Regions from separate parts of the Mus musculus genome. Here region 1 is linked to region 2. Evidence: chromatin contacts called from public HiChIP or PLAC-seq data. All regions are on one chromosome and are shown on one strand. Each heading gives the region's core, a stretch centred on a gene start, on an enhancer-like site or on the middle of the called end of the contact. The rest is flanking DNA. Distances are from core to core; before and after follow the strand shown. Region 1 holds the start of 1700108I11Rik (a long non-coding RNA gene). Region 2 has its middle 17 kb from the start of Ptp4a2.

Region 1 (3,520 bases), core at 963-3,462, 50 kb after region 2:
GGCAGAGGCAGGTACATTTCTGAGTTTGAGGCCAGCCAGGGCTACAAAGAGAAACCTGTCTCGAAAAACCAAAAAAAAAAAAAAAAAAAAAACCAAAACAAAAACCATAAAGTAGCCAAAAGTCTGGCTACAGATAGAGACTGGGTGTGATGCTAGCCTAAGTACTTTGGTCCTGTCTAGGTTAGACAGGACCAGGGAGTTCAAAGCTACCCTGGGCTTTATGGCAAGAGCCAGTCCATCTTGGTGAGCAGTTACAACGGACAGCTTTGTGCTGTGCTACTTAGGCGCCGTGGGTCACATTGCTTGGTTTTAACCTTGTGCCTTGCATTAGCCCTCTTAACTTCTGTGGTTGGTTATGATCATTACTCTTGGCTCTAAATGGCATGCTTTGTCTTTTCACTCTGGCTGAACTTGGTTTTGGTTCAGCTCCTCTGATATTGTGTATCTGACCATGCCGATGCATCTAAAGTTTCATGGCCTTGTGTCAACCTTAGTGCTCTTTCCAACTTGCCACATCTGCCTCATTTAGCTCTTTTTCTTTGGGGGTTCTTACTTCTTTAATGCCTTCCTTACTTTAGTTCTAATTGGTTTTTAAACCCAGAAACAAGGAACCTGGAAAACAGCTCAGCGGGTAAAAAGGCTGAGCTCATCCCTGGAGCCCGTGCTTGAGAGAGAGAGCTGGATGCTACGGATAGTTGTCATCCCAGCACTCCTGAGGAGAGAGAGCGAGCAGAGCCAGCTTGTGATAGTGCTGGATGGTCTCAACAATGACAGCTGAAAGCTGTCCTCTCACTGTCACAGTGTGCCCTGGCCAGTGTGTCCCAGCGCTCACACCAAAGCTTTGAAAGAAGCTTGCCAGGTTACACCTTACCCAGCCATCTCTGGTGGGCACGCAATGCCACTGTCTTAGTTACTACTACCAACATACCCAGTGTAAAGGGTCCCATTCTATAGTATTTCTAAGATTTAGAAAAGAAAAATTTGATGTGTGTGTGCCACATGTGTGCAGGTATCCATGGAAACCAAGAGACAGAATTGGATCCCCTGGAACTACTGCTGAAGAAACGTGGGCCCTCTGCAGAACCTGCAAAAGCACTCACACCGCCAACCAACTCTCCAGCCACCTCCCTTTTATTTTTTTAATTTTAAGGCAAGCATTTCCATCTTCTTAAATCTCATCCCTTATTTGATTAAAGGTTCAAATTTAAGTGCCTTTTTCTGATACCCTTTTCATTAACTTTTCTACATAATTCCCACCAACTTATAAACATACTATTTATTGCATGATAAGAGTCAGAGCTGAGGCTGGCAAGATGGCTCAGTGGTTAAGAGCGCCGACTGCTCTTTCGAAGGTCCAGAGTTCAAATCTCAGCAACCACGTGGTGGCTCACAACTATCCGTAACGAAATCTGATGCCCTCTTTTGGAGTGTCTGAAGACAGCTACAGTGTACTTACATATAATAAATCTTTAAAAAAAAAAAGCTGGAGTTGGTGGTATAAACCTTTAATCTTGGCATTATTTGGATAGCAGAGGTCGGAAGATCACTTGAGTTTAAGACCACCCTGGTCTGTGAAGTGAGTTCCAAGGTAGCCATGGCTTTGTAGAGAGAACCTGTCTTTATTTGGTTTGAGGAGTTGGCAAGATGGCCACCATGCCTGAGTTTGATCCTTGGAGCCTGTGCTGTAACACACAAGTGTGTACACATACAAAAGACAAATCGTTTTGATTTCACATCTACCTTGTTCTGACACAGAAACACACCCTGTACTGGGAATTGAACACTACAGTTAAATTTCTCTTTAATTTACAGTAAAACTAAACTTACATTCTCCTTTGAGTCTGTTCCAGCATAGATTGTTTTGTGGTTTGGGTTTTTTATTTTTGAAACAGGGTCTCTATAGGCTGGTCTATAACTTCTTATGTAGACCAGACGTCTTATTTGGGATTTTTATCCTCCGGCCCCTTTTAAGTGCTGGATTTCAGGCATGCACTGCCCTCTCTGTCTCCCAGTGAGAATTTTTATTTCATTGGGATTACTCCTATAAAGACCACCAGAAGTTCTGTTGCACTTAGTTTAGTGGTGGGTTCTCCTAGTGTTGGATTTGTCTACCTGGTGGGATTGATGCCACTGAAGTCTTCATTGAGCTGGGCAGTTGTGCTGCATGCCTTTCATCCCAGCACCCAGAAGACACAGGCAGGCAGCAGATCTCTTCGAGTTTGAGAACAGCCTGGTTTACAACAGCCAGGGCCTCAACACAGAAACAAACAAGCATTGTGACTTAATAATGGTTCCTCAGATGCGTGCAGCTAAAGTTCCTGGGCCTGACATGATGAGTGGGCTTCATGTGAATAGCAGTGCTGAAATAGGCATTTCCTAGGTGAACTGGCAGACTGATGGAAGTTCTTCAGAGAGCCTTTCCTGGGTTTAATGTTGCTGGCTTCGCAGATGGATGAAGGGCGGGCCCCCAAGCTAGCACTGTAGGTAGTATGGGGGACCCACAGAAGGCAAGGAAAGATTCCCCACAGCCAAGAAGGAACAGGTGCCGCAACACCTGGGTCTTATCTCCATGTGGATCTAAGGCACTACGGCCTGGGAACATCTGCCCTGGTGATAATATTGGGATTACAGGTGTGTGCCAGCACACTTTGCCCCCCCCCCCCCAATGTGGTCTCCCTCTGTAGCTTGCTCTACTTTGTAGGCAAGGCTAGCCTTGAACTCACAGAGATCCACCTGTTTCTGCCTCCCGAATGTTAGGATTAATGGTGTGTGCCATCACATCTGGCTTTAAACCTTAATTTTTAAAATTACATTTAATTTGTGTATGTGTTTGTGGGTACCCCACAGCATTTGTGTGGAGGTTAGAGAACAGCTTGCAGGAATTGGTTCCTCCACTTTTGAGTCCCAGGAAGTGAGGTTGGATTGTAGGCTGATGCCAAGCCACTCTATCTGCTGAACCATCTTGCCAGCTTTTTATTTTTTATTTTTATTATACATAAGTTACACTGTAGTTGACTTCAGATGCACCAGAAGAGGGCATCAGATCTCTTTATGGGTGGTTGCTAGCATTCGAACTCAGGACCTTCAGAAGAGTGCTCTTACCCGCTGAGTCATCTCACCAGCCCATCTTGGCAGCTCTTAAGTTTTCCTTTTTTTTTTTTTCTAGTTACGTAACCAAAAGAAAACAAAAACCTAGGTTGGCCTAGGACTCCCAGTGGTCCTGTCTCTCCACACCCAGCTGTGGGGCTCATGGTGGCACACACTTGTAGCTAGCATTTGGATGGCTGAGGCAGGAGGACCTAGGCTACATAGGGAGTCCATGTATCAAAACCCCAAGGGATTAAACACAGCTTGTTGAGTGCTGTGACAACCTCCTGTGAGTGAGTGCGGTGTGCCTGCTACGTGTTTACCCACTATCCTAGCCACTGAGGATACCAGGGGAGGGAACATGACAAACTGGCAAGAAATTATTAAGGGGTAGGAGAAGAACATTTCTTTTCAGTTAAACATCAGTGCAATA
Region 2 (3,293 bases), core at 747-3,246:
AAATATAGAAAAAGCCAGGCACGGAGATACCCAGCATTTGGGAGGCAGAGGCAGGTGGATCTCTGAGTTCAAGGCCAGCCTGGTCTACAGAGTGAGTTCCAGGACAGCCATAGAAAAACACTGTCTCGAAAAACAAACAAACCAATGAAAAAAAATGATGAGTATTTAATACCCCACATACCCCAATTCTAAAAATGTTTCTCTTTAATAATGTGAACTTGCGGTGGCGGTGTGTGCATGTGAATGTGGGTACCTGAGAAGACCAATGTCTAATGCCCCTGATGCTGCAGTTACAGGTAGTTGTGAGCTGTTTGAAGGATGCTGGGAAGTGAACTTGGTTCACAGTGTGAACTCAACCTCCGGGTCATCTCCCTAGCCCCTGTTTCTTTTTTTTTTTTCTTTTCATTTTACTTATTTTTATGTGTTAGGGGTGTTTTGCCTGCACATATGCATATACATGTGTGTATGCCTTGCTTGTGGAGAACAGAAAAAAGTATCAAATCCCCTGGAACTGGAGGTACAGATGGCTGTGAGCCACCCTGTGGGTGCAAGGCATGGAACTGCAACCTCTGGAAGAGCAGCCACTGCTCTTCACTGCTGAGCCATTTCATCGGCCCCAGCCCCAGGGGACTCTTTTTTTTTTTTTTTTTTTTTTTTTTTTTTTTTTTAAATTTATTTATTATATGTAAGTACACTGTAGCTGTCTTCAGACACACCAGAAGAGGGCATCAGATCTCATTACGGATGGTTGTGAGCCACCATGTGGTTGCTGGGATTTGAACTCAGGACCTTTGGGAGAGCAGTCGGGTGCTCTTACCTGCTGAGCCATCTCACCAGCCCCCCAGGGGACTCTTAATCTTTGGGTACTGAACCCACATGGGGACCTCATAAATGAATGTGGGAAGTCATGGAAAGTTTGGCATCAGTTAAATGTTTCTGAATATCCACTGACCAAAAATTAATTCATCATCCAAGGAACCCAAAGGTATTTTTTTTTTAAAGATTTTCTTTGTTGCATGTATGTATGTGAGTACACTGTAGCTGGCATCAGATCCTATTACACATGGTTGTGAGTCACCACATGGTTGCTAGGAATTGAACTCAGGACCTCTGGAAGAGCAGTCAGTGCTCTTAACTGCTGAGCCATCTCTCCAGCTCCTCCAAAGGTATTTTTGACCATATTCCGTGTATTGCATCGTACAGCTTCACTATGACCTTGTTTCTGAACATACAGCATGGTATGTGATATGCACACATTCACGGGAATGGGGTGGGCACACAGTCATAGATATGTGTTGTGCACACAGTCACAGGTATGGGGTGTACACACAGTCATGGGTTTGTGTTGTGTACACAGTCACAGGTATGTAGTGTGCACACAGTCACAGATATGGGGTATGCACACAGTCATGGGTATGGGGTATGTATACAGTCAAGCTATACAACACCAACACTTGCCTGAATCATCTCTGCTCAGATTTGAGATGAATGTTATAAACTGCAGTGTTTTACTCCACATACCAAACATTCTGTCTTATAAAACCATAATGGTTCAATTACAGAAAACAAAGACTTAATATTTTCTTACTTTCTTCCCTCAGCTGTGAATATCAAATTAATATATCGTTGGATTGTATTGTGCTGGAGTGTTTGACATGAAAAAATTGCTGACGTGAGTTTTATTTAGGAAAAACAATCATGAAACAAAGCCTGGTGGTTTCATTTCATGATTTCAAGGTTTCATCATAACAAGATGTGTTAAACCCACTGGTTGAGAATAAGAGCACTACCACAACTTAAAGCCAAATTTGAAGCAAGCATTAACTAAATACTGACCAGGATAGACTCTGGTCAGGTTCATCTCTGGGTACCCAGAAAATGGCCATGAGTCACATCTTGTAGGAGTTCAAAGAGGCAAAAACACACAATTCACTACACTTCCCATCAGGTCCAATCAGGGACAAGCAGGCATCCTGACATACTTCCTGTCCAGGCACCTCCCACCCTCATGTGATCAACACATCTGGTGCAAATAGGTCAAACAAACTTGTCTATTGGCTCCCCTAAACAACAGTCCCCAGCATTTCAGGAAGTCTCTCACTCCGGGGCTTATATTTTTTGAGGCATTTTTGTTTCATGAATCTCTTAGGAACAGTAATTAAAACGTAACTTTGACTCCCAGAGAGGTTCAGGCTGAATCAGGAGATCAAGGTCATCCTAGACTGCATACTAAGTTTAAGGTCCATCTGTACTACATGAGTCTTCACCCCAAATATAAGCTTAAATTTGTATTACATTTCCCTTTTATTTTTACTTTAGTGAGTATGAACCTCTTCTTTCTACTGTTCATGCACGCCCTGGCTCATAAGTGGCGATCAGAGGACAACTTGTGGGATTCTGTTCTGTCTTTTTGTTAAGGCCTGGGTAACCCCTGCCTGTCTAGCTAGCCATTTGATTTTATTTTATTTGCTGTTATTACTGTTACAAGGAAACTTTCTCCTGCCTGAGTGGATTGAATAATCTATTGTAGTCTGTGCTTTGCTGTTCTTGGAAACCAATCACAATAGAGGTCAATTAGAATTGCTTTATACAGTTAGCCACAAAAAGCTTGGACCCACACCAAACGTTAGGCAGCATTTTCTACACCTGTGTGTGAGCTTTTATAGCTTTTGCCTTTATAAGCTGCTCCTGGGATGGACCATAACATAAGAGAGACACCTGCACAGATATAAGAAGCCATTTTGAATAGGATTGGAGTAAAGTTCTAAGTTCCCAGGACATCCCTGAGAATTGATGTCCTCCTTGGCAGAGTCATATGCATGGATAACTGACATCCTGGTTGAGCTAAGACATGAATGTTGAGCCGAGCGTGGTGGCGCACGCCTTTAATCCCAGCACTCGGGAGGCAGAGGCAGGCGGATTTCTGAGTTCGAGGCCAGCCTGGTCTACAAAGTGAGCTCCAGGACAGCCAGAGCTATACAGAGAAACCCTGTCTCGAAAAAAAACAAAAAACAAACAAACAAACAAAAAAAAGACATGAATGTTGGAGAGACGGCTCAGTGGTTAAGAGCACCGACTGTCCTTCCAAGAGGTCCTGAGTTCAATTCCCAGTAACACCATGATGGCTCACAACCGTCTGTAATGGGATCTGATACCCTCTTCTGGCGTGTCTGAAGACAACTATGGTGTACTCATATACATTAAAAAACATATTAAGCCGGGCGTGGTGGCACACGCCTTTAATCCCAGCACTTGGGAGGCAAAGGCAGGTGGATTTCTGAGTTCGAGGCCAG

The links. HiChIP or PLAC-seq counts read pairs in DNA pulled down with a chosen protein or histone mark.
Region 1: a contact with region 2 is called in an RNA polymerase II HiChIP or PLAC-seq map of embryonic stem cells, with 24 read pairs. The contact joins the promoter of 1700108I11Rik here to the enhancer-like site in region 2. A contact is called at or near these places in 15 of 39 promoter capture datasets (the 3T3-L1 cell line, 3T3-L1-derived adipocytes, the C10 cell line and 10 more), 16 of 484 Hi-C or Micro-C datasets (B cells, CD4 T cells, CD8 T cells and 9 more), 11 of 115 datasets of contacts at active chromatin or transcription factors (CD8 T cells, the HPC-7 cell line, the SCID.adh cell line and 5 more) and 3 of 9 other capture datasets (adipose tissue, liver and pancreatic islet).

Annotation. Positions count from the first base shown.
Region 1 is chr4:129,851,019-129,854,538 of GRCm38.p6, forward strand. 1700108I11Rik (a long non-coding RNA gene) reads right to left here and starts at 2,213. Exons shown (of 2, transcript XR_868199.3): 1 at 2,113-2,213; 2 at 1,485-1,682.
Region 2 is chr4:129,801,610-129,804,902 of GRCm38.p6, forward strand. No RefSeq gene overlaps it. Among named protein-coding and RNA genes, the nearest start is that of Ptp4a2, 17 kb to the right of the region's middle. Within about 2 kb of position 1,997, at least 24 of the 459 cell types and tissues checked have an H3K27ac peak or open chromatin away from gene starts, as enhancers often do. A contact at or near this core is called in CD8 T cells, the HPC-7 cell line, the SCID.adh cell line and 4 more, where this site is marked.